Linked DNA regions of Sus scrofa: regions 2, 3, 4, 5, 6 and 7 are each linked to region 1. Evidence: chromatin contacts called from public Hi-C, HiChIP or PLAC-seq and promoter capture Hi-C data. All regions are on one chromosome and are shown on one strand. The core of a region is the stretch at or near the end of the contact, and the rest is flanking DNA. Distances in the headings are between cores, read along the strand shown. Region 1 holds the start of KLF6 (Kruppel like factor 6). Region 2 holds the start of PITRM1 (presequence protease, mitochondrial). Region 3 overlaps LOC102159132 (a long non-coding RNA gene). Region 4 has its middle 360 kb from the start of AKR1E2. Region 5 has its middle 380 kb from the start of AKR1E2. Region 6 has its middle 350 kb from the start of KLF6. Region 7 has its middle 280 kb from the start of KLF6.

Evidence for each region. Promoter capture Hi-C pulls out the DNA fragments that hold promoters and counts their contacts. Hi-C and Micro-C count contacts between places; a contact is called where the count stands out from the background. HiChIP or PLAC-seq counts read pairs in DNA pulled down with a chosen protein or histone mark.
Region 2: a contact with region 1 is called in a Hi-C map of liver, with 10 times the contacts expected there. The contact joins the promoter of PITRM1 here to the promoter of KLF6 in region 1. A contact is called at or near these places in 1 of 5 promoter capture datasets (fetal skeletal muscle), 1 of 47 Hi-C or Micro-C datasets (liver) and 1 of 2 datasets of contacts at active chromatin or transcription factors (alveolar macrophages).
Region 3: a Hi-C map of subcutaneous adipose tissue shows a contact between it and region 1, with 1.8 times the contacts expected there. The contact joins the enhancer-like site here to the promoter of KLF6 in region 1. A contact is called at or near these places in 1 of 5 promoter capture datasets (fetal skeletal muscle), 7 of 47 Hi-C or Micro-C datasets (embryonic fibroblasts, fetal skeletal muscle, fibroblasts and 2 more) and 2 of 2 datasets of contacts at active chromatin or transcription factors (alveolar macrophages and skeletal muscle).
Region 4: a promoter capture Hi-C map of fetal skeletal muscle shows a contact between it and region 1, with 4 times the contacts expected there. The contact joins the enhancer-like site here to the promoter of KLF6 in region 1. A contact is called at or near these places in 3 of 5 promoter capture datasets (fetal skeletal muscle, liver and skeletal muscle), 3 of 47 Hi-C or Micro-C datasets (mesenteric adipose tissue and skeletal muscle) and 1 of 2 datasets of contacts at active chromatin or transcription factors (alveolar macrophages).
Region 5: a contact with region 1 is called in a promoter capture Hi-C map of skeletal muscle, with 14 times the contacts expected there. The contact joins the enhancer-like site here to the promoter of KLF6 in region 1. A contact is called at or near these places in 1 of 5 promoter capture datasets (skeletal muscle), 8 of 47 Hi-C or Micro-C datasets (embryonic fibroblasts, heart right ventricle, mesenteric adipose tissue and 3 more) and 2 of 2 datasets of contacts at active chromatin or transcription factors (alveolar macrophages and skeletal muscle).
Region 6: a contact with region 1 is called in a Hi-C map of embryonic fibroblasts, with 4 times the contacts expected there. The contact joins the enhancer-like site here to the promoter of KLF6 in region 1. A contact is called at or near these places in 12 of 47 Hi-C or Micro-C datasets (embryonic fibroblasts, fetal heart ventricle, fetal skeletal muscle and 6 more) and 2 of 2 datasets of contacts at active chromatin or transcription factors (alveolar macrophages and skeletal muscle).
Region 7: a contact with region 1 is called in an H3K27ac HiChIP or PLAC-seq map of alveolar macrophages. The contact joins the enhancer-like site here to the promoter of KLF6 in region 1. A contact is called at or near these places in 1 of 5 promoter capture datasets (fetal skeletal muscle), 1 of 47 Hi-C or Micro-C datasets (embryonic fibroblasts) and 2 of 2 datasets of contacts at active chromatin or transcription factors (alveolar macrophages and skeletal muscle).

Annotation. Positions count from the first base shown.
Region 1 is chr10:66,486,728-66,489,850 of Sscrofa11.1, forward strand. It overlaps KLF6 (Kruppel like factor 6), which reads left to right and starts at 1,718. Exons shown (of 5, transcript NM_001134353.2): 1 at 1,718-2,026. The coding sequence starts at 1,925.
Region 2 is chr10:66,995,341-66,998,463 of Sscrofa11.1, forward strand. It overlaps PITRM1 (presequence protease, mitochondrial), which reads left to right and starts at 1,579. Exons shown (of 27, transcript XM_021065061.1): 1 at 1,579-1,721. The coding sequence starts at 1,585. LOC102159626 (a long non-coding RNA gene) reads right to left here and starts at 1,422. Exons shown (of 4, transcript XR_002336448.1): 1 at 1,341-1,422; 2 at 507-733.
Region 3 is chr10:66,975,251-66,978,373 of Sscrofa11.1, forward strand. LOC102159132 (a long non-coding RNA gene) reads left to right here. Exons shown (of 4, transcript XR_002336446.1): 4 at 901-1,779. Among named protein-coding and RNA genes, the nearest start is that of PITRM1, 20 kb to the right of the region's middle. Within about 2 kb of position 1,456, at least 4 of the 83 cell types and tissues checked have an H3K27ac peak or open chromatin away from gene starts, as enhancers often do. A contact at or near this core is called in subcutaneous adipose tissue, where this site is marked.
Region 4 is chr10:66,049,178-66,052,300 of Sscrofa11.1, forward strand. No RefSeq gene overlaps it. Among named protein-coding and RNA genes, the nearest start is that of AKR1E2, 360 kb to the left of the region's middle. Within about 2 kb of position 1,499, at least 3 of the 83 cell types and tissues checked have an H3K27ac peak or open chromatin away from gene starts, as enhancers often do. A contact at or near this core is called in fetal skeletal muscle, where this site is marked.
Region 5 is chr10:66,067,804-66,070,926 of Sscrofa11.1, forward strand. No RefSeq gene overlaps it. Among named protein-coding and RNA genes, the nearest start is that of AKR1E2, 380 kb to the left of the region's middle. Within about 2 kb of position 1,593, at least 26 of the 83 cell types and tissues checked have an H3K27ac peak or open chromatin away from gene starts, as enhancers often do. A contact at or near this core is called in mesenteric adipose tissue, omental adipose tissue and skeletal muscle, where this site is marked.
Region 6 is chr10:66,133,302-66,136,424 of Sscrofa11.1, forward strand. No RefSeq gene overlaps it. Among named protein-coding and RNA genes, the nearest start is that of KLF6, 350 kb to the right of the region's middle. Within about 2 kb of position 1,455, at least 27 of the 83 cell types and tissues checked have an H3K27ac peak or open chromatin away from gene starts, as enhancers often do. A contact at or near this core is called in alveolar macrophages, embryonic fibroblasts, mesenteric adipose tissue and 4 more, where this site is marked.
Region 7 is chr10:66,209,230-66,212,352 of Sscrofa11.1, forward strand. No RefSeq gene overlaps it. Among named protein-coding and RNA genes, the nearest start is that of KLF6, 280 kb to the right of the region's middle. Within about 2 kb of position 1,487, at least 10 of the 83 cell types and tissues checked have an H3K27ac peak or open chromatin away from gene starts, as enhancers often do. A contact at or near this core is called in alveolar macrophages, where this site is marked.

The DNA.
Region 1 (3,123 bases), core at 468-2,967:
GACAAAAGTCCCACCTAGAATCTTTTAGGCTCATATTCCTTGTACACTCGAGTCTGCTAAACTCTAACATACAAAATCCTCTCAAAATTCTTAAACAGACTTCATTTTTTTTTAAACTTCAAAAGCATGTTCATTAAACTCTATTTTGAAATAAAAGTGAAGGTAGTAGCTGTAATTCAATTTTCTATTTCAAGTTTTAAAAGGCACATTCTACATGTTCTTGGTATTTTTTTCTTGAAATGATCATGGGATATTTCAGTAGATAATTTACATATATTAAAAAAAAAAAACCCACCTTGAATGTCAGCTTCAACCTAATTTAAACTGTTTACACGCTAAGGAAAAGTCTAGTCGTTAACCTTGGTGAGAGTCCTGGAACCTTCTTGAAATGAGGACTGCCCTGTGGTGACAAGTAAAAGGACACTTTCCAGACCCCAATTCCCACATTTTAGATTCACCTGGGAAGCGTGTTCCAAACACAGTGGCTAGGACAGCCCCTACCCCCAGCTCCGATTCTGCAGGTCTGGGGCCAAACTCCGGAAAGTGCATTTCTGAAATGTGGGCAACTGGTACCATGCTGTTCTGAGAGCAGTTAAGGCACCCTCATTTTTTGCCCCCTTCATAAGGGGCCCAAATTTTTAAAAGAAAAATGTGGTCTCATAGAATCAAAACAAGCAGGTCCAACGTGGGTCTCCCCAGCCATTCTGATCCTTTCCCTGCAGGTTCCGCAGGCATCTGGGGGCACAGGTGGGTCCCCCAAGTGTGTGTCCTTTCCACGGGAAGGGGGCGGAAGGAGGGAGCTCAGAGGCACGCACCACAGCGGCTCTGGAGCATCTCAGGCCCCTCCCTGCCCACCTTCCTGCCCCGCCACCCCCCCACACACACCTGTGGGGATGCTCTGTCCACCACACCTGGGTCGCAGGGGCCAACTTAGGACTGCGGGGTATGGAGCAGGTACAGAAGGGGACTGATGGGGAGGGGTGACAGGAGACAAGGGCGGGGAAGAGGGGGAAGAAAGAAGGGGACGGAAGACGGGGATACAGGGAGGACCGAGAGGGAGGAAGGGACGGCGGGGGCCAGAGAAGGGCAGGTCGGCCCGAGGCTGGAGGGGAGGGGCGGAGGGACCCCGTCTGGCTCCCCTCAGCCCCGCGGCGGCGCACTGAGCCGCTGAGCCGGGGGCAGGGGACAGGGCCCGGATGACCGGCGTGAGGAACGCGCGGGCCCGGGCTGCGGGGACCAACCCGGGTGATGGGGACGAAGACTGGGACCAGGACGACGGGGGTGCGGGGACCGGGGACGGGACGGAAGGGACACCCGGCTCCCTCGGCCCGGCAGCGGCGCACTCAGCCGCTCGGCCGCGCACCTCCCAGCACCGACTCCTCCGGCGCGCGGCGGCCCGCGCCTTATATACCCTGCTAAAAATAGCCTGCGAAGCCGCTTTCCAATCAGAGCCGGCCGAAGTTCGAATTCAGCCAATGGCGAGGGCTGTGATGGAGAGGCTCGGTCACGCCAGGCGGGGCCGCTGTGAGCCGCCGCCCGCCATTGGCCGAAGCTGACATCATCTTCGCGCAGCCCCCGGGCCAGGCGCGGCGTGATTGGGCGGTGCGATGGGCGGGCGAGGGCGAGTCACGTGGGGAGGGGAGGAGGGGGCTGGGCGGGGAGGAGGGGAGGCTGGCAGAGGAGCTTTGAATAGGGAAGTTTTGCAGGGGTTACGTTTGCAGTCAGTCCGGTGTTTGCAAATATTGTGTGGGCTCGAGAGTGCGTCTCCGGGCTCCGGCAGGATCCGAACCCGCGGCGCCTAATTGCTGCGCACTGAGTTTGCATGAACTTCCCCGGCGCTGCAGGCACGACTGCTGCGCTCCCGACTCCAGACCGCACACCTCCCTGTTTTTACAACAGCAGTGACTGTCTTTTCCAACCCGACATGGATGTGCTCCCAATGTGCAGCATCTTCCAGGAACTCCAGATTGTGCACGAGACTGGTTACTTCTCGGCGCTGCCCTCCCTGGAGGAATATTGGCAACAGGTAAATAGGAATTTTCGTGGGCCAGGTGCCCCGGTGTGCCGAGGAGGGAGTGCATGCACGCACCGACAGGACGGTGTGTGGTTGGAGGTGCATTTCTTCTTCTTCTTTTTTTTTTTTTTTTTTTTTTTTTAGTGGTTTGGGCAAATTTTTTTAAATTAAAATAATTAGTCCTAAAACGTACTTCTCCTGCCTCCGGTGAGGAAGGCACTTTAAAGAGGCCTTTACGGCGTGGAGCGGAGTTGACATTTGAGTGGGGCGCAGCAGCGCTTGGTCACTCCGAGTGTTTTTGCCCGTTTCTGGGGCTTATGAACTACCAGCTCCGGAGGGCAGACCCAGCTCCGCGGCCTGATCCCGGCCCCAGCCCTTGGCAGAAGTTTGGTGCTTGTACCAGCTCCAGACTCCACAGCTGGATCTGGTCATATGAACTTGCATGGACTGCCAAGGGTGTTGTTGTTGTTGTTGTTGTTTTTAAGGGATTTTGTTTTTGTTTTGCTTTTTGGTGTTTGTATGTAGAGGTGGTTTTTTGGTTTTGTTTTGGGTTTTGTTTTGTTTTGGTTTTTTTTTTAATTAAGAATTAAACCAGCAGAACATCCGCCAGCTCCTTTTCTCTAGCAGGCCATTTTCAATTTCTTAACCTTCTTTGGAATCCTTACGATTTGCCTCCATCTGCCTTGTTTTTCTTACCTGTTTCTTTCTTTGACCAGAGAAAGAAAAAAAAAAAGAAAGAAAGAAAGAAAAAAAAAACAGTGTTTGCACAAACAGTGACTTATCAGTCATATGACAATGAGCCGGTCCGTATTGCTTCAAGTCTGAGTTTGGGAAGAAGAGCCTGTTTCCGGCATTTTTTAGTGGGTCTGGAATTTGGGGCATTGGACATTTGAGAAACTTAATTTTTCCCCTTCTGATTCATTGGGATTGCCTGGAGGGAGGGAGATTCTGACACTTGTCCCATTGTCTTTAAAGGGTGGAAGGAGGTTTGGGGTTGTCTCTACCCTACGAGGCTGTTGGCTTTTTGTCACAAAGTGAATTAGCAGATCAGATATATTCCATGGGTTTCAAAGCCTAGAAGGCTTTTAGGGGAGATGAAATGCAAAGTG
Region 2 (3,123 bases), core at 329-2,828, 510 kb after region 1:
ATTCACCCCACTGCCTCCCTCAGTCCCCGCCAGAGTCTATTCTGACTCTTCTGACAACGTGCACTTGCTGATTTTACTCCTACGGCTTCAGGATAACACCGGAGAGGTTTTTGCAACATAGGCTATTGCATAGAGGACTTTTGATGTTTCTTTTCTACATTGCAGTGATCTGTGTTCATATAAATTCAGGTCACATATGAACATTAGTATTATGTCAGTTGCTCAAAATAATTATTTATGAATTCTGTGTGTGTCTGTGTGTAGGTCAGCCGTCAATGAGGTTTATCCTGTGGGAACATTCTACCAAGTGGCAATTACTGGATGTATATAGCATTTACTCTTCAGAGAGCAAAATGTTATAACCTCCCCTGCCTCCGCTTCCTGCGCAATCAAGCAGGGTTAATAACATCAAGATCACAGAGCTATTGTGGTGACTCAGTAACATTTATCACCCAAATTCTTACTGGAGGAAAGGTATGTTTGTGTCCATAGCTTCTTTTCATTACCTCGTCCTGGTTCATCCGGGTTCTCTCAATAAAGAGGTACGTGGTTAACTGCAGAATCCTCTTCATTCTGGAGAGCTTTTGTAGATATGGTGGCTTTTCCCTGCAGGATTACGCTCTGCATTGCTGCCAAAGCGTTTCTGCGCTCAGATGGATTGCACCTGTCTACTTACTGCTTTTTCTTTAGAGCCTGGAAGAAGGGGCAGGAAGCCTTGAGTCCCTTTACAGACCTCGGGGTGGGGAGAAAGGAGGGAGATGAGAGAAGGGAGGAGGTGAAGGCTCTGAGAAACTGAGGGCAAACTTGTGTCTTGCCTTCTCCCAAGTCCCTCGGATGCCGGGCCCAGGTGTGTTTAATCCCAAATGCCCCTGCAGGCCCACCTGCTCAAGTTCTGTCCACCTGAACCATTCCCTGAGGTTTAAGAAGGGCATGGCGTGTAGTCCTTACAGACACGAAATGCAGGTGGGGGTGGGTGGCTCAGTGGGCCCGCACAACTGTGCGGGGCACGAGACCTGTCCTGCCGTTTACTGGGGACGTTCTGTTTGGGACCATTCATGAGAGCATGGCATCATGGAATCGTGATTCTAAAGCCATGCGATGCAGTCGTCGGACCTTATCCAAGAAGCCACACAGCCCAGGGCTAAAGCACCTGGCTGGAGCCTGAAGCTGGACGTCCTTCTCAAGTCACTGCAGGAACCCGCCGACGGAAGCGTGAGCACGCAGAGGTGTAGGCACACAACCTCCATCCTGGAGACCAGTGCCTACCCGTGGCCATAGGACCACACAACTCACCTGGCTCAGCTTAAGTCCGCCCCTCCCCTGCAGCTGCCCGCCCTCACCTGGGCAGGCCCGGCCCTCGTCTTCACAGGCCCACCTCTCCCCGCGCAGCCCCGGCCCTCGCCGTGCGGGGCTGTCTCTTCCCTGAGCAGGCCCGCCCCCCCCTAGGCCCCGCCCCTCTCCGCCGGGCCCTGGGCCCCGCCCCTCTGTCGCCGGCCGGCCCCCAGGGTCCCGCCCCGCCGCCGCGGGGGCCCGCCCCTTTCCTCGCCAGCCTATTGGAGAGGGCGTCCCCCTGAGCACGGACCAATGGGGTGGCGGCCGGCGCGTCCCGCCCCAGGCCGTGCGTCGGGATCAGCGGGGTCGCGGCGGCCGCCGTGCTGGTCCTCGGCCATGTGGCGCAGCGGCTGGAGGGCGAGGGGCGCGCTGCGGGGCCTCGGCGGCCGGTGCGACGCGGTGGCGGTGGCGGCGGGGGTGTGGGGAGGCGCAGGAAGTCGCCCGGAGGGAGGGACGCCGGCGGGCGGGCGGCGGAGGCTCCTGGGTTAGGGCCCTGTTCTGGGTCTCCTGCCCCCTGAAACCCCTCCCCTGGGGGCTCCTGCCCCGGAGCACCCCAGCAGGGCCTGGGCGGGGGGCTCCTGCCCCGGAGCCCCCCAGCAGGGCCTGGGCGGGGGGCTCCTGCCCCGGAGCCCCCCAGCAGGGCCTGGGCGGGGGGCTCCTGCCCCGGAGCCCCCCAGCAGGGCCTGGGGGGGGGCTCCTGCCCCGGAGCCCCCCAGCAGGGCCTGGGGGGGGGCTCCTGCCCCGGAGCCCCCCAGCAGGGCCTGGGGGGGGGCTCCTGCCCCGGAGCCCCCCAGCAGGGCCTGGGTGGGGGGCTCCTTTAGCCCCTCAGGGTGGCAGAGCGGCCCCTCTGCCGCGGCCGCCCCAGCCCAGTCCCGGTAGCTCCCCCAAAGGGAAGGGTGCCCTGTCGGCTTAGGGTTGGGTGGTGCAGCCAGGGAACCCTGGGGTAAAGCCCTAGAAGACCTGGCCTGACCCCCTCTGCCTCCAGGTCCTCAGGCGACCCCAGAGCGGGTGGCCCTGCCCGCAGGTTGTCGGGGCTTTTGAGGGACTGTCATTGATGAGGATTTTAATGCGAGGAGTAAAAGGAACCGGTAGTTTTGGGTCTGAAGAGTCGTTTGCTCCCATTTCCCTGTAGTTGGGGGGCGGGGGCGAGGAGGCCTGAGGCTTCTGCACCTGCACTTAACCTGCATTTTTGGTGGGAGTGGAGCCTCTGGGAATGGAACTTCTCGTTTAATGACTAGGTCTATGGGAAAAGAATGCACTTAATTTCGAACTATGAATGAGCGTCCTTCCCTTTGAGTTTGTAAAAAGTCGTGACATTTTACTTTTGTTTTTTTTCTTTTTAATGGCACCTGAGGCTTATGGAAGTTCCTAGGCGGGGGGTCAAATTGGAGCCACAGCTGAGGGCCTACACCACAGCCACAGGCAGGCCGAATCAGAGATGTAGCTGTGATCTACGCCACAGCTCATGGCAACGCCGGATCCTTAACCCACTGAGTGAGGCCAGGGATGGAACCCACATCCCCATGGAGACAGTTTTGGGGCCTTAACCCTCTGAGCCACGACGGGAACTCCCACATTTCACTTTTTAAAGAAAGATGAATTGCTGGAGTTTCCACTGTGGCGCAGTGGGTGAAGAATCTGACTGTAGCAGCTTGTTGCTGTGGAGGTTCTAGTTTGACCCTGGCTCGGTGTGGTGGGTTAAAGGATCCGATGTGGCCACAGCTGCAGCTTGGATTCAATCCCTGGCCTGGGAACTTCCACATGTGTGGATGCAGCCTTAAAGAGGAAAAA
Region 3 (3,123 bases), core at 206-2,705, 490 kb after region 1:
CAGAGTCCATTGAAGCTTGAATCATTCTTGAGATTAACAGGTTGAAACAAGGCGAGCAAATAAATTCCACACAACCAGGAGGAACGTTTTGCTGAGGAGTTTTGTTGGACTAACAGGTTACAGTAAACTGTTGCCTGGTTCTACCCCTAATTTACCCAGTTCCCAGTTTACCCAGGAGGTGTCGGGACCTCCCCACTGTCGGCAGCCGTGAGCAGTGTGGATCCAGTGTGGCGTGCTGAGGTGTGACCGTGGCTGCTGAGCCCGTGTGTTCTTTATTATATTACTACGCAGCATCTCCTGTGCATCAGGTGGGGTTGGCACCCTGCGGCAGTGCCTGCTGGATTTCCACCCACTGTCTGGTCCCATCTGATGACACGGGGCTTGCAGATGCCGCCGCCTGTGTGTTCCCTTTTCTGCTGCCACACCTCCTCATGACCACAGAGTTTTAGGTCTTCTTTTATGCCTCGAAATACTCTCAGGTGGGGAGACAAAAAGACCCTGGGGGCAAGCAGAACGGCTGGCTGGCTGGGGAAGTGAAGGGTTCCCACACTTTAATGGCTAAGAAAGAAACCGCTCGTAATATTCTAGCCCAATGCTTACCTGTCGGTTGGATCCTGACAGAGCTGAGGGCTTCGTGTGCTTTTAGGAAAAGTGTTGAAGCCTGTAGCGTCCGTGAATGATATATTTGTTTTTACCAAAACTCATCTTCCTAGGCTATTATCTTATACGTTGCTCCGTTTGGTTTCTTAATGTTCTTTCGTGTGAGCGGAAGGCTGCGGGGAGGCGTTCATCAGCAGAGAGAAAATTGGGCGGATAATCAGCTGCGTTCCTGGGGCTGCAGTCATGGGAGGGGCCTGACCTCCAGGGAGGCATCCTTCATGCTGGCTCATCTTCTTCCAGTGCCACCTCCGCCACGTGAAGGATGCCTGGGTTTTGTGCAACTCCCGCGCTCGCAGCGTCTCTGGGTCTTTACCGCGGTCAGAGGTTTCCGGACGGTCTCCCGTTCCTGCCCCCGAGACGCGTTCTCACTATTGTGCCTGACCGGGAACACAGCACAATGAACGTTTTCCAAAAAGGCAGAGACGTGGGAGATGCCTTTTCATGTCACAGACTTCTTAGTGTTCCTTTCAGGAAGTGGAGTCCAGCCAGGTGACAAGAATTCAAGGAAAGGAAATGGGTCCGGGAAGGGAGGGGAGCCTGGGGAGCAGGAGCCACGGAGGCGCCTGGCCCTCGCAGCCTCTGTCTCCCATCGGGTGGTACGTGGTCACTGCAGGCAAGGAGAGTCCCCAGGCTGTCCCCTGGGGTCCTGCGAAGACCAAAGCACAGGTGCGCTTCAGATACACCCAAACGACTGCGCCGGCCCGGGCTCCGAGCTCACACACGGGCTGAAGCTTGTCTGAAGCTGGTCGTGATGCTGAACAGGAGGTGAGCAGAAGGCCGCCTGTGGCCCAGGCTTCCTGGGAGGGAGCCGCTGGCTTTGCCGTCACTGGTTCTGGGAACCGCAGCCAGGAAGCTCATCACTGTGCTGCCTTTGGAAGGAGTTTCAGTGGGACGCCCTCTCCAGGTTGATCACAGCCTCCTCAGGTCCGAAGCAGGGACGCACGCCCCTCCCTGGACGGAGGCGGCTCCCCCCCCCAGCCCCACCTCTGCTGCTGCCCCGCCGGGGACCTGCGGGCTCCTGCCTCTGGGTCAGAGCTTCCTGCACTGCGCGGCCGGACCCACCAGCGTCTGTGCCCCAAACGCCTGTTTACTCCTGAACCAGTGAGCCAGTGAATGAACGAGTGAATGAAAACGAAGCGACTCACTGTGTTTCAGAGGGACATGCGCGGTCCAGAGCTGGGAGCACCTCGCAGGCCCCGCATCCCCCCTTACTGTAAACTGCACCCCAGGTCAGGCTGCAGCCTGAGCCCCCAGCGTCCTCCCCGGAGGAGGTGTGTTTGCCTCCTGCTGTTCACTTGAGGGCACCTCCCTCCCCCACGTCCTCCCGTCCCTCTCCCCTCCCCGCCCCCAGTACCGCTGCCTGGCACCCCCTATAACCTGAAGTCACCAACTTTTAACTCCGCTGAGCTGTCACTAACTTGGTTCTCACGGCAGAGCACTTCCGACGTGCTTCACACGGTCGTGGGGACCACGGCCACGTGAGACCAGATTTGTCCCACCTGCCACCCCTCCCTCTGAAGCAGCTCCCCCGCCCTTCAGAAGCTCCCCTCTGCCAGTCTGGACCCTTCAGTTCCAGGTAGTTTCCCACCTCAGGGGCGTGGAGGACCGGCCCCCATCCCCAGCTCCCCAAGTCTGGGGTCCACACTGGGTTCCACAGCCCGAGCCCCAGAAGCTCCCACTTCTGGGTCTTAGGACAGATTTCTCTCTGACCCCTTATCAGATACTTGTCGAGTCACCCTTGAGGCACAGGTGCTGTCAGAGGTGAGCCCAAGGGAGCTTCCTACCAGGGGAATGGTGATGGGCGGGCAGTGTCGCTGCCCACGTGGGGCCCCTGCCCGGTGGGGGCCATCAGAACCAGGAACAGAGCCCCTGGGACGCTGTGGCCCCACACTGCCCTGGCGGGGTTGGTGCTGGCTCCCACGGAAAGGTGGTTTGAGCCTCAGCAAGCGGCACCTGCACCCTCTCACTGGGGCCCCTCCGGGACCAGGCGCGCCCGGCATTGCAGCCTGGGCTTGTGCAAGGAGAGGGCACAGCAGCTCTCCAGGCTCAGGGAAGAGCCGTGGGCTGATTCTGTGTTTATTTACCCCCCAGCCCCCGGCCCAGTGCCTGGCTGGAGCACCTGCTGGTTTGCTTGCCAGGGGCGCTCAGTCAGTCAGTGCTTACGTGGGACAGGCCTCTCTTCAGCTGCCTTGTCAGAGGCCCGGTGACAGTCCCCACAAGCCCCCCCCCCGCCCCGTCCTGCACCTGGAGAGACCCAAGCGCACTCAGAGCCTGTCCTGTGTCCTGGAGCAGCGGGAGGCCCCGGGCCAGACCCAGCCTCTCTCCCCTCGGACCCGGTGCTTGGCTCAGCCTGTGCCTCTGACAGGTGGCCTTGGCTGCCCGGGGTCCACTGCATCTGGTCACTCGCAGGGCCCCTGCGCCCCTCCCCACCGCAGCCTCCAGCCCGGGCTCGGCCCCCTGGCT
Region 4 (3,123 bases), core at 249-2,748, 440 kb before region 1:
GGGGTCCTTGTCCCCACTGGGTCTTGATTCTGCTTCCTATCCAAGCCCACATCACAGCCTCCCAAGGCTCCAAAAGCCCACGACTCCAAGGGCTCCGAGTCCTAAACTGCATTTCCTCTCTCACCACAGAAAACAGTCATAAACAAGTGAAGTAGCGGGAGCTGGGTAAGCAATTCGGTAAGCCTAAAAGCGTATTCAGACTCCGTCCAACCTTTGTTAACCCCAGTGACCACTTATCGTTAAACTATATTCTTCCTGACTCCTGACCAGGGAGCCCTTGGAAGAGCTTGACCAGGAGGGCCCTGGCCCCCAAGGCAGGGATGCGTACCAACCCCAAGCGCCTGAGAAACAAGGAACGGCCACACAAGTGATGCTGACGTGTAAGGAGTCAGCGCTCGAGAGTCCATAACAGCCGTGTCAGTAGGAACATGGAGCCAACGAGATAAGAGCAGTGGGAAGTGAGATTGCCATCCATCAGGAGGTATTGCGGGGAGTGAGCTGTTTCTGGGAAAGGGAACACCTGCCTCGAATAGTTCTGAGACAAAGTGGACAACACGCAGAGGAGAGCCAGCCCATTGTGGGGACAAGCACAACCGAGCCGATTCCTGCTGCAGACGCAGCCCCCATACAATGCATCTCACAGGCAGCCAACAGGAAAAATAAAATAACTCACTTCCCACGCCCGGTGAGACCCGCTCAATCACCTGCACAGTGAGACCCGCTCTTCCTTCTGCCCCGGTGCAGAGGCGTGTGGTTGACTCGCGGTCCATCGTACGCACATCTTCAGTTAGGGTTTACTTTTCACTGGGCAGCAGGGTTTCCCCTGTGCCACCTGACTTCCTCTTCACAGATTGGAGCTGCCCCCTCTCCCAAATGCAGAATGCCCTGGAATCGACAGTCTAGTCCAGTGAGAAAGGAGACTACATGCTCTCAAACGTGTAATGAAACCGCACCTGAAGAGCTACAGCAAAGTGAAGACGACACACTTGCTTTCACTCCGCCACCAGCCTGGGAAAACTTGCGGAGTGGAGTAATACGGAAGGCTCCTCTGGCTCTCCTGTCGGCCCTCGTGTTTTGTGAAGGAGGCGGCGCACGCACACACACACACACACAGGCACATGTGCACACACGATCACAAAAATGACCCTGGCTGCTTATTCTAGTGTGAGATATGAGTCGGATTAGTAAGGTGGCCTTAATTCTTGATCATCAGGCTAATAGAGCTGACACTGCAAACTCCGGGACGGTCTGGAAATGGAAGCCCTCTGTGCCCTGGCTCTGCCACTCACAGGGAGCATAAGCTGGACCTCGCTTCCTCTCACCGGCTGGTGTCCAGAGTGAATAATGGTGGTGTCTTCCCCACTGGTTGTTGAGAGACCATCCCCAGATCCGAGTACCGAGAGCTGAACTGAAGCAGTCGGAAGCCACCGCACACATACCTAAGTTTCCTTCTCTGCAGGCCTCATCCCGAGAGTAATGGTTTCGGGTTCCTAGGAGGAGTGGCAGCCGGAAAGTCAGCTACCAGAAATCTTTGTGACAGCTGCTAACTCATGTAAATATAACACCGTCTGGTGTTCCTTGAGTTCATGCTCCTGTAAAAATGGATGGGGCAAAGATGAACAGAAGTAGGGGTGAAGGTACTCACTGCCCGAATGTGGGATCCCCAGAAGCAGACTCTGAGATGAGGCTCTTAGGCTGTTCTTTATTCATTAGGTTCCTTCCTTCCTGGAAGACAGAGGCAAGAAACCCCCATTTCGATTGCCCTCCGTCATGTATCCACCGTGGTTAGAACAGGAATATTCCATTAAGCAAACAGAGCCAGTGCTGTTATCTACAAATTCCTTAGGCAGGAAAGTATGCATTTTATTGAGAACAGAAAACTATAATTTGCCTGGAGGATACACAGTTCACAGAAGGGGAACCTAGGTGTAAAAGCTCCCACGCAGGGCAAAGTTTATAAGAATAGTCGTTGCTGACACATGTGAATGCTGCCATGTGCCAGGCATCCTCTGTGGGCATTTGCGTCTGTCGTCACGTGGGCTCAGCACTGTCAAGAGATGGTAGGACTGCTCCTGGTCCACATGCGTGAGCTCAGTGTAGAGACCTGTATGCTGTCAGTAGTGGAAGCAGAACTTGAGCGACCTGAGCTCACTCTCCAGGCCCTCGGCACCTCCTCGGCGCCCTCTTCCTGCTTCGGCGGTCGCCCCGCGGCCGTGGCTTTCATGCCCTCCCAGGAGCCGCTCTCTGAAGGCAGGCTCTCGTCTGCGTTGCGCATGCCCGTATCACCTGGCACAGCGCCAGACACAGATAAGAGGAAGAAGAGACACGTCTGCCAGTCATTCATGGCACAGAGCTGCTCATTCCCCGCCGTATTTCTGCCCAAAGAAAGAAAAGTTGGGGCCAGTTTTACTGGCCATCGAAAGTTTAATCCTCCCTGCAAAGCTGACTCAGTCACTGGGCAGGCTGTATTTTTGGACTGCCATGCTTGTCAGTGTGAGCTCGGGCTGTAGTGTAAATTATAGGTCCATTCTAATCACGAGAAAGATAGTTTTAGTTCTAAATAAATGACCAGTCTCATATTTGAAATGTCCATTCCACTTTCCGGTCTGCTCACTTGGGCCGCTTGGTGGTGTGCAGATGCGGACTCCTGGGTGTGTGCTGGGTCCTCCAGGTTATACTGGAACTCCACCCAACAGATGCTTTGGCAGAAGTTGTTTTCATGGGAGATGTGTCAAACCTGTGTATTTATATTCATCTGTCTGTCTGTCTGTCTGTCTACAGATCCACCTTGTCCATAGAAGCCGTGAATCATTCCTCTGTCTGTTGTGGAGCCTGTGTTATTTCCAGCCCTTTCCAGTGAGAGTTACTGGAGGCAATGACACGGGACTGGGAAGGCCAGGTTGTCCCGATCCCTGGACATGCTAGCCATCACTCGGGCTTTCAGATACGTGCTCTTTGAATGGATAGTGGGCAACTGAGCAAATTTGCATTTCATAAAAAGCAGCAGCGGAAGAGCGGGGGGCGGGGGGGCGCTGAGAAGAGGAATAAAAAGGAGGAGGGGGAGACGCAAGGGAAGGGAGCCTTGGGAGCACGTGTGGGAGCGTGGCTTGTGATGATGAAGAG
Region 5 (3,123 bases), core at 343-2,842, 420 kb before region 1:
CGCGCCCCCTGGTGATAGCGATGTGGGGGAAGCAGTGGCTGGCTTCCGTTCATTTTGGAGAAAGAAGCGAGAGCCTAGCTCCTTGAAACCCCAAAATAAGTCGCTGCAGAGCATGCCACTCTCTGCAGGGGACACAGCGTATTTCCCGCGTGGAGGCAGCAGCCTGTTGAAGCGTGATGGTGAGGGAGTTCCCGCTCTGGCGAGTAGGGTGTGCTGGCGTCTCTGGAGCACTGGGAGGCAGGTTCGCGCCCCAGCCCAGCACACTGGGTTAATCAGATCCCACACCTGCAGCTGGGATCTGATTCCTGAGCAGGGACTCCATCGGCCGCGGGGCCGAAGAACAAGGAGGAGCCAGTGGGCATGGGTGGGAGGCGGAGGGCAGGCGCAGGCCCTCTGCCTTGGGACCCCTCCTCCCGAGCCCAGCCCTGGCGTGGGGGACTGCTCGGACCCCGCGGGACTTTCACAGGCCCGAGAAGGCAGCCCCTCTCTGATTCTGGGGCCGCGGGTAACACGACCTGGCAAGTTTGGTGCTTTGGGGTCACTGCTCTGTGTGAGGAGGGGCGCAGCGATGAGGACGGCCAGGCGGTCTTCTGTATTTTTATGTGAAGATAATGATGAGAACAGTCCGTATTATTTACTGGTGCAGATGGCACAGCTGGTGAGAGCGTGGACAGGGCCTGGGTCAGGGCGGAGCTTGGCCCCTGGCGGTGACCTGACGAGGGCGGAGTTCATTCTGCACAGAGAAGGGGCGCGAATGATCCCCTTTGCCGCGCGGCAGGGTTGTTGCGGGGATTGGTGGAGCTAAATGCAGGAAGGCTGAGGCCACGGGAGGCTCACGGTGTCCAGACCATTCTCTGCCCACGGCATCTCTGCTCCGTGAAACCCAAGAGCAGATGTAGTATCCTCTGCGCCAGCGAGACGCCGCGGCCCAGAGACGCTGGTTTGCCCAAAGGCCTTTCGTGGAGTAAAAGGGGGACTGCATATCCGAACCTGTCCCTGGTGTCGGCAGAGAGCCAGGGGTTCCCCACACCCTTCAGTCCCAGGCAGGCGGGGACAGAGGGCTCCCTGCTTCTGGCTCCACGTTGTTTTGCTGACATCATCCTACCCCAGTCAGTCCAAGGCTCTCTCCACCGTATTTTTCCCTTCTCCATTTCTGTCTCGGCCCCCACACGCCAACCAGTGATAGAAAACTTACGAAACTGCTTCGGGCCGGATTCCTGTGACAGCAAATGTCATGGGCGTCTCGACTGACTGGAAGGGGCGCACTCGGCGCGGAAGGCGGCTGCGGCGGCATCATTCGGGGCTAAACACTCCTATTTTGTTTTGTTCAACATCGTTCGTTTTCATTTATGAGGCAGAGGGAAATGGACACTTGCTGCCGTACCCTTTTAGAGAGAAGAGGTGCTCAGGAGTGAAAACAGACATTTTTGAAAGGTGGCACCAGTAAGAACTGAGGTTAGGCCTGTGAGTCATCAGGAGGGGACACGAAGGTCACTGACACAACCTGTGACTATTTAAAGGCAGGACTGCCTGGTCCCCACCCTTGGGGCACAGGGAGCAGAAACAATGTGTTCATTTTGTCCTGAAGGTTCCATCATGAGTCAGCATGGACTCGTTCTAAATATTTGCTTTTGGGGCGGGCAGAATTACTCAGCGTAGAAATGTAGGCAGCTGGAAATTTCAGTGGCCTTAGTATTCCCCCTGATTCCTAGCTCCCGTCAGTAGACACGTAGAGCCACAAAGTACGATTTTGACAGCTCACGTCCAGGCCGAGGAGAGGCGCATCTGTGAGGACACACAAAAGCTCAGTGATACAGTGTCTTTATCCTACGGAAAAAAATGTGGCTTTGATTCATTCTCAAGCTGGAATGTACTTGTGCGTTCAAATAAAGTCTGCCATCAGTTTTAGAGGGAGTTTGTATTGTGAGAGAAGCACAGCCAAAAAGGAAAAAATAAATTTTTTTCACGAGGCATGTGAAAAGTCATCAAACCCACGTGAAAGATCGTGGGCAGAATGCCGCTGCCTCAGTGGAAAGGGCTGTCCCGGTAACCCAGCGTTCACTGGGCCCCGGAGCACGGAGGCCTCCCGACGACCTCTGTCCATCAGGGACTCAGTGTGCAAACAAACATAAACAGAATCGGCCAGCACTTGGAAGATGTAGTGTATTTCCTGTGCATTATTATGGGAAAAAATAAACACACGTGTGAGTAAACGCTCAAAGAGCAGAGCAGGAATTATGCTGTTTTTCTGGCCGTCCTCTCTGGATAGCAAAGCAGTTTGTTTTTTCAAAGCAATTTGAAAAATGGGAAGAATTTTAGTACCTATTAAGGACGTGCTGTGTTTCTGTTCTCTGTGATTCCGACGTCACGCCCTATCTCAGCTGAGTCTTGACGTCATGCCTGGGTGGTGAGTATGGCCACTCCTGCGTGCAAGTGAGGAATCAAGGCGGAGGGAGGTCCCAGGGCACCCACGGGGCCCCCAGGCCTTGAACTAGATGTCCTGACACATGGTATGGGGAGACGGCAGGGCTGTCTGCGATCTTTGGGCAGGCAGCCTTCACATCGCCTGGCACCTGTTAGCAACGCCCAGTAACAGGCCCCACTGACCTTCATCCAGAATCCGCACGTGGCTGCATCCGGTTGATATACCCACGTCCCTACGCTGGACGGCTGCAGTTGACCAGGATCTCGTGGGGCTTCCTCTCAAGTATCCATGACACCACGTGCCCAGTCTCCCACCAGGCACCTCAGGCCTGGGGACCAAGTCTGTATGTCCTGGAGCCCAGCCTTTTCAGTTCCAAGCGCTGCGCAAATCATGGGTCTGCTTTTATGTCTGAGCGCCGTAGGCACTCGGTCAGGCATAGGGATTCAGCCCCAACCGCAGCTGAGTTCTAACCTCCTCTGAAAGCTGTGAAAGTGCAACCCTACTTAGACATGGTTGTGATAGCGGGAGAGGCGCCCACATCCACGGTTACGGCTTCTCCTCAGCATCCGAGCGTTCAGCAGGTGGAGCCGTCATTACCTTTCAACTCACTGTGGTAGGAAGGAAAAATAAAGTAGAGGCGTCTTTCCTAGACTCGCGAGCGGTAGTAGGTGTGAGTGATACAGGTGGCTTTCTAGGTT
Region 6 (3,123 bases), core at 205-2,704, 350 kb before region 1:
GGGATCAGTAGTCAGCAAGTCTGGATGTTGCTGTCACAACCTAGGCAGTTGGTCCCCGACTCTTCCCAGGCCATTGGCTTTCTGTGTTCAGCCTCAAAGCAAGAACAGCACTGGGAACGCGCCAGGCACCCCGGCCATCCTGGTTGGGCTTCCCTCTCCTCTCGGGGCTCTTCCCCCCCAGGCCCTCGGGCAGTGACCTGGGAAGGCCAGGGAGATCACGGTGCCAGAGGGGAGTCACCGAGTGAGACCTGCTCACCTGCAGGGCAGGCCTGCCCCTCCGCAGGCCGCAGCGAGATCTGCGAAGCTGGTCCTAACCAGCCCAATAGCCCATTGTGACCTGTGCTGACTGACCCCCAAGACATGCCACTTTCCCAGGGACTTTCAAGTACATTGTCACAACTCCGAAATAGCCACAGGATCGGTTCTATTCCTATATTTGAGTTGAGAACACCAAAGTTTCTTAAAATTATGCATATTTTATATTGATAAAAATAGTGCATGTAGCTGTAGAACCATCACACCGGGTAGCTAATCAATCAAGATAATAATAGAGCGATAGTACATGTTATTCAGTCTTAAGCGGTGCCTGTAACCACATCGAACAATAAATATGAAGTCAGAACAGCTCAAGTTGCAAACTTGAAACGCTCCAAGAAAGTATGGTAATAGCAAAGCCCATGAAGAATATACGTGTGGGGTCAAAGCAGAGCCTGCGGGACCGAGGGAGATGTGTGGGAAACTGACTTGCCCTTTTCTTCCATTAAAGGGCAGGTTTTCTGAAAAAAAGATGGTTCAATTTCCTCCCTCCAAGCTGCCTTTTTAAAATAACATAACATAACACATGTTTTGACACAACTCCACATGACTCAGAGGCCTTCTTAAAATAAGACCAGACTGCATTCGTGGAGACTGAGTCACCTCTAACCTCCTGAACTTGCCGAGGATTCGGATCCAGGATGTATGTTCGTCCCTCAGAGGCGATGGGAAGGTTCTGGGGGCAGCGCACCTGGCCTTCAGTCAAGTGTTTTATCCCTGGCACTGCAAACAAGCGGGGTTTTTCTGCCTTTCGCATCGCCTCGCCAGGAACGAAAGACAGCATGTCAAACTGTGGTTTCCAGGGTAAACAAATAAAGACGACCCACTCCAGAAAATAAACGATTCCCGGAATGATTTTTAAAAGGAAGGACAACGTCGCGTGGGGACGTATGTGGCGCTCATCCAGTCCGGGCCTTCTGCAAGCGCCGCAGCCCCGAGAGGCAGGGGCGTCTTCTGAGTTAATTGCAGCGGGAGACACGTCCTTCTCCGGGACCCAGAAAACTTCCCGGTAGAAGTCCAGCGCCGTTGGGCGTTTTTCTTCTGAGTAAAGGTTGGGAACTCAAGGCGCCTCGGGCCCACGCCCACTGGTCTACGCTGCCTTCACCCAGCGCAAGCGCGCGGGTTCCCCTGGCAGGATTCCGCACAAAAAGCTGACAGGCCTGTGCGTTCGGCGGCACAGCCCTCGTGCAGCGGGACCGGGACGCTCACCCTTGAACGTGGGCGATCTGGCGTTGAGTCCTTTCTCCCCCAAGCTGCCGCCCCCGCGTTCTTTATGTGAAGAAGTGACCCTGAGTCACGTAGAGTTCGGATGCGCAGAAGGCGGGCTCATGCCTGTGGACATTTTCCCAGGCCTTGAGGACGGTCGCCGGGACTGCTGTTAACAACAGCGGGACCGCAGCGCTCATGACCGAGCCGCCTGGACTCCACCGGCACGGCTGTCCCCGCGGGCTGAGCCAGTGTCCTTAGCGACCGGGGCGGCGGCTGGACAACTGCGATCACGCCCGGTGAGGGATGGCTCTCGCCCAGTCGCCCTTGCGTGGCATCTCTATCCCCCGTTTTTAAGCCCCGGCCGGCCTGAGACCCGGCCCCCACCCCCACCAGGCCCTGGTTCAGAACAGCGGCCTTGGAGGCTCCGCGCCTGCCCTTCAAGGCGCCCCAGCGCCCTGGCCGCACCCCCGACCGATGGCACTGACGCACAGTCGGGCTGTGAAGGCAGCGCTTCTCGCTCACCCGCTCCCGGACGTGGAACGGAGAGAAAACGCCCCCCTGAAAGAGCCACCTTCCAGATGTGCCCGGCTCAGGGCCGGCCCCGAGTGTCACGTCCTGGTGGGAAGTGACTGCGTGTGTTTTGTTCAGATCCAAGGCCCTGTTGACAAAGCCGTGCTGCAGGTGTCCCCCTGAAATGGTCACACGGTGACCTTCCCTGGTCAAAGAGGCCTCTAAATGGTATCCCGGGTCTCGTCTCCCGTGCACATCTGAAGGTCTGCTGTTTCGGAGAGGGCAGTGCCCTGGTCACGGAGATTTAAAGCACCCTGTGGGGTCAGATTTTAACAGGAACCCAAATAATAGCAACCCCTTTCTTTGTTGGCCACCCCCAGGGCTCACTCTGGATGTTTTTAATAGCAAGGGACCTCATCTAGCCGTCCATGAGGCTAACTGATTTCTATACCTTTTTCTCTTCTATCCCCCCCACCTCCCGCTCCCCATTCCCCGCCCCCCCCCTTATTCAATTAAAAGAATCAGCGAGCCCTTTGGCTCCCTTTTCCTGGAGCAAACTTTTTCACAAACTTTTTTTAATTTACTCAAAGGAAGAGTTTAAAAAATGCTGAAGCATAGCATGCACACACCACATGCATAAGAAGACGCAGCAAGACCGCTGCGGTTGTCCAAGAGGATCCTGCGGCCAGGGCTGCCTGGCGGCCCCAGCGGACATAGGGCTAAGCCCACGGGGTCACATCTGGGAGAGAGAGTGTGTGAATGGAGCGGAGCCGGCCTCCCACACGACAGGAATTCCTCCCAAACTATGTGCTCGCTCGGTATGGGAGCGCAGAAAAAAAATGTGTTTGGAATATCGCTAAGGAAACCCAGATAGATCCCCTATCTTTGCCAGAGCACAGAAGACAGTTCAGCGAGTGACTGACTCAGAGTGACTAACGCAGAACACGTGTCCGATGATGGGGGGAAGCAGGGATGTAGAGAAAAGGGCGGCCACCGTGCTTTCTGCCCCAACAGGAACAAGACGACTCCCTTCCTCCCTCGTATTCACGCCCCTGGCTTTTCTCAGACAAAGCGTACAAAGAAAAGCAC
Region 7 (3,123 bases), core at 237-2,736, 280 kb before region 1:
GGGGAAACTGGCCAAGAGTGTAGTCCTTGGAAGCCACGGTGTCCCTTTGAGAGGATCTCAGAGCTGCGGGGTCCCCGTGCCTCCCAGCCAGGAGAGAAGGCTTCCTGGAGTAAGGAGGGCGCTTTATACAGTTGGGATAAACGGCCTGTGCACAGTCCTATCTGCTGGCTTCCATGGAATTGAGGCCAGAATGACCCCTTGAGGGGAAGGCACACTGGTGGTTGTCCCCACGAAACACTGAAGAAGGCAGGTGACACGAGCAGCCACGTCACATGTTAAAAGGGCGATGAGGTTAGAGGACGAGGGTGCTGCCAGGCCACTGAGATGCTTTGCTTGTAGATTAAAAGGATACAAGATTTCTACCGTTCCCATAGTTGGTAAATTAGATGAGCGAAGACAGGTGGGATCCCCAAGAAGTCCTACCATAAAATAGATAAGAGGAGTTCCCGTCGTGGCTCAGCAGTTAACGAACCCAACTATTATCCACGAGGATGCAGGTTCGATCCCTGGCTTCACTCAGTGGGTTAAGGATCCATCGTGGCCGTGAGCTGGGGTGTAGGTCACAGATGTGGCTCGGATGCCGAGTTGCTGTGGCTGTGGCGTAGGCTGGCGGCTACAGCTCCAATTGGACCCCTAGCCTGGAAACCTCCATATGCTGCAGGTGAGACCCTAAAAAGATGAAAAAATAATAATAAAAAAATAAAATTAAGGATAAGGGATTTACATTCTTTTTAGAAAAATTAATGAAAAGTAGCAAGTTAGGTGGACACAATCTGAGGTCAGGCAGCTGAGCATGAGTGGGGAGCAGAGCACAGGACTGGCACTGCCCAGAGGTGCACTGGGCCTGAGGTCAGCTTTCCACGGGGTGGCGGTGGCGATGGCACTCACCTCATTCCCCTCCCCCCGGGGGTGGGGGTGGGGCGCCCACAGAGACAGCCATTTGCCCAAGACCCAAGCTCTCGGAATAAGTCACTTAATGGGAAATTTCCCTGGAACCCGAGAGTCTGAGCAACCTCAGCCTGAGAGGAGGAAGAAAAGCAGTGTCTCCTAAGAAATGACAGCCCTGGGCCAGTCCTCATGGGGCCTGGGAACCCACAAAACGCACAGCGAGCCCTCCGAGGAAAGTGGGCCAGGGATCCAGCAGCCCCAGGCGCTTGGCACAGTGTAGCTGGGCTTGCACTCAACCCCAGCCTCAAAGAACAAACACAGATAAAGTTGCAAAAGTCTCTTTTCCCTCGAGGAAGCCAGACCTCGGAAGTAAACAGGTGCAGGCAGGCAAAAAAAGATGGCAGATTGATTGGCAGAGGATTTTTGGTGTGGAACTATAGACGAAAAAGTAAAACAAGTAGATGTGCTATATTTAGTTCTGTGGGAACAAATACTACGAGACAAACATGGTCAAGCAGCTTTTCAAACTAAAAGGAATTTCTAGGTAACACGTATACTAATTGAAATGAAAAGCTCCACAAACAGATGTGTCACCCTGTTGGACAGATCTGAAGAAGGAAGCAAGAGTGAGCTGGGGGCTCCGTGAGGAAATGACTCAGAGAACCGCACGCACTCTGTAAAAAATTGTGCCACGTCTTCATGCCACTTAGGATCAAGACAGTATTTCTTAAGACAAATAAATACATAACTTGAAAAGAAAACCTTCTGTATATTCTATCACCTCAAAATGAAGCACACCAGGAAGACATTAACATAGGAGAAGACACGGCACCGTGGAGATGGCAAAAGGACTTTTAGAGGAAATACCGAAAGCGAGCGCCATGAACGCCAACCGCTAAGTGGGGCTTTATCAAAATCGTAAACGTAGCCTCTATAAGAGACGCCTGTCAGCGAATGAAAAGCCGTAGACTGAGAGAAAATATTTCCAAAACAGATCTCTGATAAATAACTTAATCCAAAGTATACAAAGAACCCTTAAAACGCGACAACAACAACCAGAAACATCCAACTCAATTAAGGAGTGGGCAAAAGATCTGAACAGGTACCTCAACGAAGAAGCCCATGCAATGAGTGTTGAAGAAATAGACTCACAGACATAGAAAACAAACTTACGGTTACCGAAAGGGGAAGCGGGGAGGGATAGATGGGGAGTCTGAGATTAGCAGATACCCACGACTCTGTATGAAACAGATACGGTGGAGCACAGAGAACGTGCTCGGGATTCCATGATAACCTATTCTGGGAAAGAATCGGAAAACACACATGCGTATATATGTATGTGTCTGTGTATATTTGCTGTACACTTGAAACGAACACATTGTAAATCAGCTACACTTCAACTTTTAAAAAGTCATGTTTAAAAATGTTTGCATCAACGCAGAGTGAGTCGCGGTGGTGTTTGCAGGCGTGCCATGTGCAAAATAAAATAATGCAAACCATCCAGGCAGCTACTTGGCAGCACAGAAGTCCTCCTCCTGTCCTTGGGTTTGCAGGCTGAAGGCGGGGTTCACTCCATCACGCCCCCCCCCCCCACGTCTTTTCGTTTTCTGACCTCCTGTTACGAGGGCAGCTTCGCATCCTCAGAACAGGATCTCGTGCCTGCCAGGGGCGCATGCTCCAAGGTGACTCCCTCCACGCTCCCACTTGGTCCCACCCACGTCAAAGCCCGCGAATGATCTACGCGAGCCCTTTAAGAGGGGTCGTCTCTTCGTGTCCGTCGTTCCAGGCTCCTGGGAAGCCGCCCCAGTAGATGTGCTAAGCCCTGTTTCAGACTGCCGCCCTGCAAGCTCTCCTCTGCCGTCTTTTATTTAGAGACTGAGCTCCCGCATGGCTGCTCTGATAAGAGCCTTGTACCCCACCTCTGCCGGCTGTCCGTTTCTCAGGGAAAGTCCTGGCAGCGGTGGGCCGGCAGCTGAGAAGCCCTTGATGGTCCCAGATTGGTTGCCCTCACCTCATTCTTGCGGCCGGGGCCAAAGGATAGAGATGCAACCCAGAGGCGTCCCTGCAGGCCAAGTCGCCTGTGCCCAGAGTGTGTGCTGCTGCCTGGAAGTTTCCAGGTAACAAGGCATGAAAGTCACAAAACTGAAACAAGCCAAATGGAACATAAGCTTTTCAGAATCTCCCTTTTGCGACAGAGGAATTCTCCTAAAATGCTTTTATTCTTCTCACGTCCCT